Linked DNA regions of Macaca mulatta: region 1 is linked to region 2. The links are chromatin contacts, called in public Hi-C maps. All regions are on one chromosome and are shown on one strand. The core of a region is the stretch at or near the end of the contact, and the rest is flanking DNA. Distances in the headings are between cores, read along the strand shown.

Region 1 (6,247 bases), core at 778-3,277, 45 kb before region 2:
GCGTTTATAAAAGGGAGTAATTAGACAGACAACCCTGGAACAAGAACCACATTGAAGAAATATAAACACTGGTGATGAGTTAGAGGCAATCACTAAATAGAAAAAGAAAGTGGCTCCAGAGGAAATGAGTAATTAAACAGGCTTTCTCCTGATCAACAGACCTTGAGGTCCGGGGCTCAGCACAGGGTGCGGAGGGCGGGCGGTGGAGCTGGAAAGGAGGGAACCGGAATGGGCAGGAGGTGACCATGGGATGCTTTGAAAAGGCACCAACAGGCCTGGGCAGCCATCCAGGCCCAGCTGGGTCTCTCTGCCCCGGCGACCTCGGGCCCAGGGGAATCTAATTTGAGCTTGGGGTCCTGCTACTCCATCCCAGGAGCACTCACTGGCGAGGTAAACTGAGGCACAGGCTTCCTGTCCTCTCCTCTCCCTGCCAGGCCTCTGCTCCTTCAGCACAGTCCAAACTACTAGGGAGCTCGCACTTCCCGGAGCAACACCCTTCCCACTGTCCTGGGTGAGTGTGCTGGGGCCCCCCAGGACCCAGACTGGATGGGGTCGGGGTGATCCAAGGGTCCAGACCAGACAGGGTCAGAGGTGGCCACTGGGGTCCAGGACCGCAGGGATCAGGCACTGAGGTGACTTGAGGCCCTGGCTGGTGGGGGTCGGGGGTAGTCCTGAAAACCAGGCCAGGCTGGGGTGACCCTGGAGTTCAAGCTGGTGGGGGTCCGGGGTGACCTGGAAGGGTTGAGGGTGATCCCCAGGCCCAAGAAACAGGGACTGGGGTCAGGGTGACCTCAGTGTCCAGCTGGGCGGAGCTGGGGTGGGAGTGGCCCTGCGAGCCCAGGCTTGTGGGGTTAGTGGTCGGGGTGGCCCGGGGGGGGGGGCCTAGGAAGTGGGGGTCATGGTTGACCTTGCGTGTTTACGCGGGGTGGGGACGTAAACGACCGCAGGGATCTAGGCCAGTAGGAGTTAAGAATGACCACCGAGTCCAGGCCAGTGGGAGCTGGGGGACAGCAGGGATCTGGGTCAGGGGTGACCTAAGAAGCCCAGCCAGGTGGGCTTGGGGTAGGGGTGGCTCCAGGAGCCCAGGCCGGTGGGAGATGAGGTCAGGGGTGACCCCAGGAGCCGCGAAGTGTGGGTAGGGGTTGACCCGAGTACAGGCCGGTGGAGGTCGGGAGCGACGGGGTGTCCAGGCCGGCGAAAGTGGAGGAGAATCCTCAGGCCGGAGGGTCCAGAATTGGGGTCTAGGTGACCCCAGGGACCCAGGAGGCGGGGGTCGGGGTTGACCCCGGGGTCCAGGCCGGTCGGGGGTTAACGGGGGTGGCTGGGGGTGGTGGGGGCTCAGGCCAGGTAGGCTGTAGGGGGATCCCCAGGTCTGGGCCTCAGAGATCGAGGTCGGGGGTGAGCCCCGGGTGCGGGCGGCGGGGGTCGCGGGGGCACTCACTGCTTGGGCAGCTGCAAGGCGGGCGCGCCGCGCCGCTGGAAGGCCCCGTCCACGAAGACGCCGTTCTTGCCGAGGCAGCGCAGGTAGAAGTGCGGCTCCTGGAAGCTGAGCTGCAGGTGGCGCCGCGAGATGAAGCTGGACAGGCCCATGTTCAAGTCCACCGAGCCCTGCGACGAGTTGCGGCCGATGGTGACGCTGGGCTGGCGCATGAGGAACTCGAACTCGCGGCCCTCCAGCCGCGCCAGCGCCGGCCCCGGGCTCTGCCGCACCGAGGCGGCCGCCGCGGCCACCAGGGCCGGCGCCGCGCCCGCGCCCCCGGAGTCTCCGGATACCCCGGAGGAGCCCCCGGAGGAGCCCCCGGAGGAGCCCGCGCCCGCGATCGCGCCGGGAGGCAGCGGCGGCGGCGGCGGCAGCGGCGGCCCAGGCGGAGGCTGGGGCTGCGCTGGGGCCGGCGGGGGCGCGGCCGCGGGGAAGGCGGCGGCGGCGGCTGCGGCGCACAGCACGGGGCTGCAGGGCGCCGAGCGCAGCGCGAGCAGGGCGCGGGCGCCGCTGTCCTCGCCGACTTCGGCCATGTTCGCGCGGCTCCGAGCGGCCTCCGGCGGCGGCGGCTGCAGCGGCGGCGCGGGGGGCGGGGAGGCCGGGGCGCTGGGCGGGCGCGGAAACCCGGACCAGATCGCGCCGGCGCGGAGCGGAGCCTCCCAGCCCACCGTGCGCCTCGCCGGCCCGCCGGTCCCGCCCAGCGCAGCCCACGCGGCGCGCGCCAGCTGGGGGCCGGGGGCGAGGCCTGTGCTGGCAGGGCTGGGGGGGTCCCCCGGAGAGCTGGACCCGGCGCACCTAGCCCCCTGCCCGCGGGGCTGCAGCCGGTGGACGCCCTTTCCTCCATGGGGGGAACAGGGGACCCTTGAAATGCCCATCTGGAAAGTTTTGAGCCTGGGTCACTGGAGAAAGGAACAGATGACCTCAGCTGTGTCTCCGCCCCAGCCACTCCAGCCCCCCAACCCTAAAGTGTAAGATAGATAGAAGATAAAATATGTGTGTATTATATATAATACATATGTTTATATTTTAATCTCGCTCTGTCGCCCAGGCTGGAGTGTAGTGGCACAATCATAACTCACTGCAACTTCCACCTCCTGTGCTCAAGGGACCCTCCTGCCTCTGCCTGCCAAGTGCCACCATGCCCAGCTAATTTTTTTACTTTTTATAGAGACAGGGTCTTGCTATGTTGGCCAGGCTGGTCTCAAACTCCTGATCTCAAGAGATCTATCTATCTCGACCTCCCAAGGCGCTGGGATTACCCGTGTGAGCCACAGTGCCAGGCCTGATCATTCTTAAACCCTCAGATTAAAGGTCATCATACTTTACTGTAACTGAAGACCACTTGAGATGGATACCTGAATCCCTGATCCCTTCTTTCCTTCCTTCTTTCCTTCCTTCCCTCCCTCCTTCCTTCCCTCCTTCCTTCCTTCCCTCCCTCCCTCACTCTCTCCCTCCCTCTCTCCCTCCCTCGCTCTCTCCCTCCCTCCTTTCTTTTCTTTTTTTTTTTTTTTTTTTTTTTTTGAGATGGAGTCTGGCTCTGTCGCCCAGGCTGGAGTGCAGTGGCCGGATCTCAGCTCACTACAAGCTCCGCCTCCCGGGTTTACGCCATTCTCCTGCCTCAGCCTCCCGAGTAGCTGGGACTACAGGCGCCCGCCACCTCGCCCGGCTAGTTTTTTTTTTTTTGTATGTTTTAGTAGAGACGGGGTTTCACCGGGTTAGCCAGGATGGTCTCGATCTCCTGACCTCGTGATCCGCCCGTCTCGGCCTCCCAAAGTGCTGGGATTACAGGCTTGAGCCACCGTGCCTGGCCTCTTTTCTTTTTTTATTACTTTCCTTTCCTTTCCTTTTTTTCTCTCTCTTTCTTTCTTTCTTTCTTTCTTTCTTTCTCTCTTTCTCTCTTTCTCTCTTTCCCTCCCTCCCTCCCTTCCTTCTCTCTCTCTCTCTCTTTCTTGTCTTTTTCTTTTGAGACAGGGTCTCACTCTGTCACCCAGGCTGGAGTGCAGTGGCGCAGTCATAGCTCACTGCAGCTCGACCTCCCAGACTCAGGTGATTTTCCCACCTCACCCTCCCAAGTAGCTGGGACTATGAGCCACCATGCCCAACTAATTTTTAATTTTTAAGTTTTCTCTTTTTTTTTAATTTTGAGACAGAGTCTTACTCTGTCATTCAGGCTGGAGTGCAATGGTGCAGTCTTGGCTCACTGCAACCTCTGCCTCCCGGGTCCAAGCGATTTTCCTGCCTCAGCCTCCCAAGTGTCTGGGATTATAGGCATCTGCCACCACACCCAGCTAATTTTTGTATTTTTAGTAGAGATGGAGTTTCACCATGTTGGTGAGGCTGGTCTTGAACTCCTGACCTCAGGTGATCCACCCACCTCGACCTCCCAAAGTGCTGGGATTGCAGGCGTGAACCACCTCGCCCGGCCTTTTTAAATTTTGTATAGTGACAGGGTCTCGTTATATTGCCCAAGCTGGTCTCCAACTCCAGGGCTCAAGCAGTCTCCCACCTCAGCCTCCCAAAATGCTGGGTTACAGGCGTGAGCCACCGCGCCCAGCCTAGCTCTCTTTCTTTTTAGAGCCCTTCATTCACTCATTCGATATGCTAGATCCAGGCAAGACAGATCTGAGAGAATGCCCCAGAGAGAAATGTTAGCTGAAAACAGGGAGTGGCAAACGTGGGCATCACTGGGATCCCTTTGGGACTTCAGTAGCCTGGTCCTCCATTGCCAATTCAGATCCCCCTAAAAAGGCGGTGCAGTTTCCACATTTCCCTCATTTATGAATTATTAAGGGTGGGAAAGGAGACACAGTTCCCACCCTGATGGAGATTATAGTCGAGGGGGAGATGCAGATATTAAATCAAAGACACATCTAGTAAAAGTAAAATCAAGTCACAGCTATGATACATCCAGTGATGGACTAGTGCATGGTGATGTGCGAGTATAGACGAGAGACTGGGCCTAAGGCAGGAGCTTCCCTGCCCCGCACACACCGTGCTCCAATCTGGGGCTGAAATAGGTATTAATCTCATCTCTCAGTCTTGAATATGTGCATGCAAACAGAGGTAAGTGGGAGGCAAGGAAAGCATTTTTTTTTCTTTTTTTTTTTTTTTTTTGAGACAGAGTCCCCCTCAGTAGCCCAGGCTGGAGTGCAGTGGCGCGATCTCGGCTCACTGCAACCTCCGCCTCCCGGGTTCAAGCGAGTCTTCTGCCTCAGCCTCCTGAGTAGCTGGGACTACAGGTGTGCACCACCACACCCGGCTAATTTTTGTATGTTTAGTAGAGATAGGGTTTCACCATGTTTGCCAGGATAGTCTTGATCTCTTGACCTCATGATCCGCCTGCCTCGGACTCCCAAAGTGCTGGGATTACAGGCACTTTGGCGTGAGCCACGGTGGCCAGCCAAGGAACGCATTTTTAGCAGGAGCAGTAACTAGAGTACCTGCTTGATTGAGGTGGGGAGGATGGTAAACAGAGTCGGGGGCTCCTCCCTGAGGTCTAAGGGATGCCTGATTAGAGAAGTGGCAAGGGACTGTGAGGGCAGTGCCCCTGCCAGGAAACTGTGTGTGATAAAGAAGGAAGTATGGGACATGGAGGGGTAGGCAGGTGGCCACTGTGTGTGGAACCGAGTGGCCATGTTCAACTGAACCAGGTTAGGCTAAGGAGGGAAGAAGGGCCGAGATGGGTCCTATAGGATCTGGGGCTGATCCTAGAGTAGTGGGAAGCCACTGAGGGGCTTTAAGTGCAAGACGGCAGGCACACTGACGTGCAGTATCTGAAATGCAATCATACCCGCTGCCATGGGGATCCTGAACCTGAAATAGGCCAGAATGACGGCGGAGGTTCCTTAGGAAGCAGGAGACCAGCAAGAGAAGCGAAAGGAGAGAGGTGCAGAGAAGCAAAAGGATGCAGGAGATATTGATCTCCTGCAAAGGCATTTACACACACACTGTTGGTGGGAATGGAAGATGGGGTAGCCTCTGTGGGAAACATCATGGAGGGTCCTCAAAAAGTTAAAACTAGGCAGGGTGCAGTGGCTCACACCTGTAATCCCAGCATTTTGAGAGGCTGAGGTGGGTGATCACCTGAGGTCAGGAGTTTCAGACCAGCCTGGCCAACACGGTGAAACCCTGTCACTACCAAAATACAAAACAAAAAAAAATACCCGGGGTGTGGTGGTGTGCACCTGTCCCAGCTACTCAGGAGGCTGAGGCATGAGGATTGCTTGAACCTGGGAGGCAGAGGTTGCAGTGAACCGAGATCGCGCTACTGCGCTTCAGTCTGGGTGATAGAGCGAAGTTCTGTCTCAATAAATAAACAAATAAATAAATAAATAAACTAGAGTTCCCATAAGATGCAATGCAGACTTCCACTTCTGGGTTTATACCCCAAAGAACTGCAAGCAGGGTCTTGAAGAGACACTTGCGTGCTATGCTCACAGCAGCGTTATTTATTCACAAGAACCAGCAGATGGAAGCAATCCAAGCATGCATTTACCCCTGTGGTACCACATCCAGTGGGGTATGATTCAGCCTTGAAAAGGAAGGAAACTCTGACATACGTGACATGTGAAGGGATGGACTTTGAGGACATTATGCTCAGTGAAATAAGCTGGTCACAGAAAGACAAATGCAGTGTGATTCCATTTCTATGGGTTCCCTTGGGCAGTAAGAGTCATAGAGACAAGAGTAGAATGCTGGGTGCCAGAGACTGGGAGAGGGGAGACGGGGAGTTACTGTCGAATAGGGACAGAGTTTCTGTTTGGGAAG
Region 2 (6,900 bases), core at 3,286-5,785:
AATTATATTAGGCCAGGCACAGTGGCCCACACTTGTAATTCCAGCACTTTGGGAGGCTGAGGTGGGTGGGTCACTTGAACTCAGGAGTTTGGGAGCAGCCTGGGTGACATGGCAAAACCCCGTTTCTACAAAAATTAGCCAGGCATAGTAGTGCATGCCTGTACTGCCAGCTACTAGGGAGGCTGAAGCAGGAGAACTGCTTAAACCCAGGAGGTGGACGTTGCAAAGAGCCGAGATCATGCCACTGCACTCCAGCCTGGATGACAGAGAGAGATTCCATGTCCAAAAAAAAAAAAAATTACATTAAACTTGCAGTGAAAAAAATTCTATTGAAAGGGTCTCACCAGGCACGGTGGCTCACGCCTATAATCCCAGCACTTTGGGAGGCCGAGGCGGGTGGATCACTTGAGGTCAGGAGTTCCAGACAAGCCTGGCCAACACAGTGAAACCCCATCTCTACGAAAAACACAAAAAATTAGCTGGGCGTGGTGGCGGGCCCCTGTAGTCCCAGCTACTCGGGAGGCTGAGGCAGGAGAATGGTGTCAACCCGGGAGGCGGAGCTTGCAATGAGCTGAGATTGCACCACTGCACTCCAGCCTGGGCAACAGAGTGAGACTCTGTCTCAAAAAAAAAAAAAAAAAAAAAAAAGAAAAGGTCTCAACACTTATCATGTCCTAATTATTTTACTGTAATCTGTGCTTTTGAGGTTACTCTACTCCATCTGTATACTGGAAATTATCTTCCCAACTCAAGTTCAGATACTCCGCATTGGTTCAGATACTCCACTTGGCAGCTTAGACCAACTATTGTGGAGATATTTACACTGTGAAAATCTGAAAATGCTGCAACTCAGGGCTTGAAAGCAAAATCTGGCTCTTGCTTGAGCTAAATTTTTTTTTTTTACATTGTAAAAGGGTGGTTAAAACAAAACAAAACAAAACAAAAGAGACTGCGCCAAAGACTGTACGTGTCTGGAAAAGTGGAAAATATTTACCATCTGACTCTGCAGAATCCGTTTGCCAACCCCTAGACATAAGAAAGTAATAGAGAAAATTAACCATGTGGTTACATTTCAAATTCTGTGATGTCTGCAGCCATTATATTGTGAATAGCACAAAATGTTGAGAAACGATTCACTCAGTAACAGAAAATCATGCTCCAATACAGCAGAGAAGTTGCTGACATCATTGAGGAACAAATAAAGTTCAGATCTGTATGTGTTTTGCTTCATTTCTTACTTGTTAACGTTAAGTGAAAATATCAACACTCATGTCAAACATTACATTTATTTTACTTTCATTTTTTTGAGACAGGGTCTTACTGTTGCCTGGGATGGAGTGCAGTGGCATGATCATGACTCACTGCAGCCTCCAATTCCTGGGCTCAAGCAATCCTCCAGCCTCAGCCTCCCAAGTAGCTGAGACCACAGGTGCATGCTACCATGCCTTGCTAATGGTTTTATTTTTTGTAGAGACAGGATCTTGCTGTGTTGCCCAGGCTGGTCTCAAACTCCTGGACTTGGCCGGGTGTGGTGGCTCATGCTCGTAATCCCAGCACTTTGGGAGGCCGAGGCGGGAGGATCACCTGAGGTCAGGAGTTTGAGACCAGCCTGACCAACATGGAGAAACTCTATCTCTACTAAAAATACAAAATTAGTTGGGCGTGGTGGCACATGCCCATAATCCCAGCTACTCGGGAGGCTGAGGCAGGAGAATCGCTTGAATCCAGGAGGTGGAGGTTGCGGTGAGCCGAGATTGCATCTGCACTCCAGCCTGGGTAACAAGAGCGAAACTCCGTCTCCAAACAAACAAACAAAAAACAAAACAAAACAAAAAAACACGAACAACAACAACAAAAAAACTCCTGGGCTCAAGTGACCCTCCTGCCTTGGCTTCCCAAACAATCCCGCTGGGATTACAGGCGTGAGCCACCCCACCAGACCAAACATTACGTTTAAAAACAACAAATTCACAATCCCAGCACTTTGGGAGGCCGAGACGGGTGGATCACGAGGTCAGGAGATCGAGACCATCCTGGCTAACACGGTGAAACCCCGTCTCTACTAAAAAATACAAAAAAAAAAAAAAAAAAAACCAACAACAACAAATTCACTGGGAAAATGCTGGGTTGGGTAGCAACTCAACCTTGCAGATTACAATTCAGTTTCAAACACAGGTTGGCGCTGGATATGGGAGTTCAGCAATGCAGAGAAAGCATTCTCTGAGAATCACTGACTATGGAATTTACAAACAAAAAGAGTATTATGTGTTTTATCATTATTTGTAATTGATATGATACACACATTTCATACCAGTAACATTTATAATAAATGTGTGTGTATATATGCAGTCCTTCCCCAGTCAATTGTTAAACATGTACCATCAGCCTGACCATTACGATATGTATTTCCTGGCTTTCCTTTATTATGTAACCATGTGTAGAGTTTCCATTTATCTAAATAGAGATTACCCAGGCATCTCAGAGTCCGGAGCAGTATCCGGCACATAGTAAGTATTTACAATCATGCAGTAGGGCAACCATTCATGCCATATATGACAGTGGTCCTCTAAGATTATAATACCGTAAGACTATAATACTGTATCTTTACCTTACCTTTTTTACGTTTAGATACATACTTACCATTGTGTTACAATTGCTCATAGTATTCAGTACATTAACATGCTGTTAAAGGTTTGTAGCCTAGGACCAACAGGCTGTACCATACAGGTTTGTGTAATTACATGCTGTGATGTTCACACAAGGATGAAATTGCCTAACAATGCATTTCTCAGAAGGTATCCCCTTTCTCAAGCGATGCAAGACTGTATTTAAGATGGGCTGGAAGCGGTGGCTCAGACCTGTAATCCCAGCACTTTGGGAGGCTGAGGTGGGAGGACTGCTTGAGGCCAGGAGTTTGAGAACAGCCTGGGCAACACAGTGAGACTCCTGTTTCTACAAAAATAAAAAAATAAAATAATAGAGGATGTTGCTGAGCTAGGCATGGTGACTCATGCCTGTAATTCAGCACTTTGGGAGGCTAAGGTGGGAGGGTTACTTGAAGCCAGGGGTTCGAAACCAGCCTGGGCAACAAGGCAAAACCCTGTCTCTATAAAATATATTAATACAACAATTAGCTGGGAATGGAGGCTCGCGCCTGTAACCCTGGCTACTTGAGAGACTGAGGCAGGAGAATCGCTTGAGCCCGGGAGGCTGAGGCTGCAGTGAGCCATGATTGTGCCACTGCACTCGATCCTGGGCAACACAGTGAGACCCTGTCTCAAGAAAAAAAAAAGGTCTCTGGAGTAAATTGAGGAACACTAATTTTACAGAAACAACCGACAGTGGCAATGCAATTCTGAACCTTTGCTATAAAATGGCGGAAAAAGTCAGGAGGAAGTTTGCGTGTTTGTTATTTTCCCTGCCACTTGCTTTTTAATCTTCATACACCTTTCTCAAATCCTTTTAGAATAGGGTATGACACTTCTTTCTGTTTCTGTTTTTAAGCAACAACTGTAACAACTACCACTGACGGAGTGCTTAGGAAACGCCCAATAGATTTCATGTAGAATATCATCAACAGGCCGGGCACAATTACTCACTCCTGTAATCCCAGCACTTCAGGAGGCTGAGGCGGGAAGGATGGTTTGAGCCCAGGAGTTTGAGACCAGCCTGGGTAACATAGGGAGACCCCCTTTTCTCCAAAAAACAACAAAAAAATCTCATAAAATCTGTAAGAGTAGGTGACAGAGTAAAAAATCTGAAACAACACTCTTTTAACATTTTATAAATTTCCTCCCCATTCATTTATTTATTTATGCAGCCACTGACCCACGCACGGTCATCCCTGCTGGGGGCGGACACAACCCGCGCCCCCAGGTTCGAGGACACCCAATGTTTAGAAAACGGGCCCTGCGAATCCCACCGGCCCCACGTGGACTCTCGGAGGCTCCCCCCTCCCTTTGGAGCCTTGAAAAACCCGCACAAATCCGGCCTCCACCCGTCACTCGCGCACACGACACTGGGCAGGCGACCCCACCGCCCCGGAACATCCCTGCGCAGCCGTCGCGAACGGGCAACGGACCCCGCCGCGCCACCGGAAGGCGCCTCGCGACGAGTTGTGCGCACGCGCAATGTGCAACAAGGCGCCGCCAGTGGGCGCTGCGGCCCTGCTCGCGCTGTGGGGGAGGGGAGCCGCAGCGCCAGGGCTGGACCACGTGCGCACCACGTGGCGCCCCAGCAGCACCGGTCCGCGGTAGGGCGGTCCGGCCGGCCACGCCGCGCAGCCAGCAGTCCCTGAGGGTGGCGGGGCCGGTCTCCCGGCCGGCGACCCCGCGCCTGCTGACCTCTGACCTCCGACCCCACTCCCCTTAGGGTTACCCCTCGCCGGCAGCCGCGCGGTGTGTTTATAAACAGAGCTCCCGGCAGGCCCGAAAGCCCGGATCGGCGGATTCACGCCGCGGGAACGGCGCCTTCCGCGCGTGTGCGCCGCCCGCGCATGCGCCTTACGGTTGTGCCGCACTGCTCCTCCTGCGCTCGCGCAGTGGCGGCGCAGGGCGGGCTGCTAGCAGGGCCCGGGGCGGGGCCGGGCTCTGCGGCCGGGCAGGGAAGGGGCGCGGAGAGGCACACCCGGCCCGCCCCTGACCTGCTCCTCACCCTGCGGAGGGTTCACCTGCTGCGTGACCTCGCGCAGGCCGCCCACTGGCCTCTGAGCCAGTGGGGCCCCCGTGGGTGGTCGTGGAGGTACAGTGGTGACCTGGATGGAGGGCGGCACCGGGCCCCGCAGTGCCCCCTTGGGCAACTGCGCCCAGCAGCTAAGAGGCCCCCTGGAGACAAATCAGTTCCAGGGAGAGGAACACCTTGCAATATGATTTAGCCTTAAAAAGGAATGGAGTGCAGTTTATGTTTTGTATGTGTATATCTATATATCTATTTTTAAATTTTTACTTTTATTTTTCAAACAGGGTCTTGTTCTGTTGCCCAGGCTGGAGTACAATGGTGGCATTACAGCTCACTGCAGTTTCCACCTCCCGGACTCAGGCGATCCTCCCACCTCAGCCTCCCAAATAGCTGAAACCACCACCACACCCAGCTAATTTTTTTTTTTGAGATGGAGTCTCGCTCTGTTGCCCAGGCTGGAGTGCAGTGGTGCAATCTCGGCTCACTGCAACCTCTGCCTCATGGGTTCAAGCGATTCTCCTGCCTCAGCCTCCTGAGGAGCTAGGATTACAGGTGTGCACCACCACGCCCAGCTAATTTTTTTGTATTTTTAGTAGAGACGGGGTTTCACCATGTTGGCCGGGCTGAACTCGAACTCCTGACCTCAGGTGATCCACCCGCCTCGGCCTCCCAAAATGCTGGGATTACAGGCATAAGCCACCACCCCTGACCATTTTTTTTTTCCTTTCTGTTTTTGATAGAGATAGGGTCTTGTTATGTTGCCCAGGCTGGTCTTGAACACCTGGGCTTAGATCTTCTCACCTTAGCCTCCCGAAGTGTTGGGATTACAGATGTGAGCCACCTTGCCTGACCTATATTTTTAATTTAATTTTTTTAATTGTTAATTTTTATGGGTACATAGTAGGTGTATAGATTTATGGGACACATGAGATCTTTGTGTTATAGTCACACTAGGGTAAATAGGGTTTCCTTCACCCCTAGCATTCATCATTTCTGTGTGATAAACATTCCAATTGCACTCTCTTGGTTTTTCTAAAATGTGCAACAAATTAGTGCTGACTGTGGTCACCCTGCTGTGCTAGAAAATTCTAGATCTTATTTGTTGTATCTAACTATATTTTTGTACACAGTAATCATCCCCCTTTCCCAACTCCCCCCACTATCCTAATGTTTTGTATATTTTATCACAACTTTACTTTATTATTATTATTTTTTGAGACTCTGTTTCACTCTGCTGCCCAGGCTGAAGTGCAATGGCCCGATCTCAGCTCACTGCAATCTCTGCCCCCTGGGTTCAAGCGATTCTTATGTCTCACCGTCCTGAGGAGCTGGATTAGAGGCCACGCAAGGCTAATTTTTGTATTTTTAGTAGAGACGGGGTTTTGCCATGTTGGCCAGGCCGTTCTCAAACTCCTGACTTCAGGTGATCCACCTGCTTTGGCCTCCCAAAGTGCTGGGATTGCAGTCGTGATCACAGTTTTAAAAAGGAAGGAGACTCTGACACCTACTTCAACATGGACGAACCTTGAGGACATGGTGCTGAGTGAAATCAGCCAGACACAGAAGGACAGGCCATGCATGATTCTGCTTATATGGGGTTCCTAGAGCCATCAGATTCATAGGTGCAGAAAGTAGAATGGTGGTTCCCAGAGGCTGGGGGCCAAAGGAGGGTGTGTGAGTGTTTGATGGGGACAGAGTTTGAGTTTGGGAAGATGAAAGAATTCTGGAGATGGGTGGTGGTGATCACACGATAGTGTGGATGTGCCTAATGCCCCTGAACTGCACGCTTGAAAATGGTTAAGCTTGGCGGGGCGTGGTGGCTCACGTCTGTCATCCCAGCACTTTGGGAGGCCGAGGGGGGCAGATCACCTGAGGTCAGGAGTTGGAGACCAACCTGGGGAACATGATGAAACCTCGTCTCTACTAAAAATGCAAAAATTAGCTGGGCGTGGTGGCGGGCACCTGTAATCTCAGCTACTTGGGGGACTGAGGCAGGAGAATCACTTGAACCCTGGAGGCAAAGTTTGCAGTGAGCCGAGATTGCGCCACTGGACTCCAGCCTGTGCGACAAAGCGAGACTCCATTTCAAAAAAAAAAAAGGTTAAGCTTTTAAATTCTATGCTAAGCCTATTTTAACCACTTGCAGTGCAGATCAGATCACATTGTGTCTGTCCCGTGACCATGTCCTCTCTGTGATCCAAGAGGCTCAGCCCTGCTCCCTGA

Evidence for each region. Hi-C and Micro-C count contacts between places; a contact is called where the count stands out from the background.
Region 1: a contact with region 2 is called in a Hi-C map of fetal cortex germinal zone, with 5 times the contacts expected there. The contact joins the promoter of FOXK1 here to the enhancer-like site in region 2. A contact is called at or near these places in 6 of 14 Hi-C or Micro-C datasets (CD4 T cells, blood, cortical neurons and 3 more).

The regions. Positions count from the first base shown.
Region 1 is chr3:38,663,375-38,669,621 of T2T-MMU8v2.0, reverse strand. It overlaps FOXK1 (forkhead box K1), which reads right to left and starts at 2,027. Exons shown (of 9, transcript XM_015133208.3): 1 at 1,442-2,027. The coding sequence starts at 2,013.
Region 2 is chr3:38,620,461-38,627,360 of T2T-MMU8v2.0, reverse strand. No RefSeq gene overlaps it. Among named protein-coding and RNA genes, the nearest start is that of FOXK1, 44 kb to the left of the region's middle. Within about 2 kb of position 4,535, at least 33 of the 40 cell types and tissues checked have an H3K27ac peak or open chromatin away from gene starts, as enhancers often do. A contact at or near this core is called in CD4 T cells, blood, cortical neurons and 3 more, where this site is marked.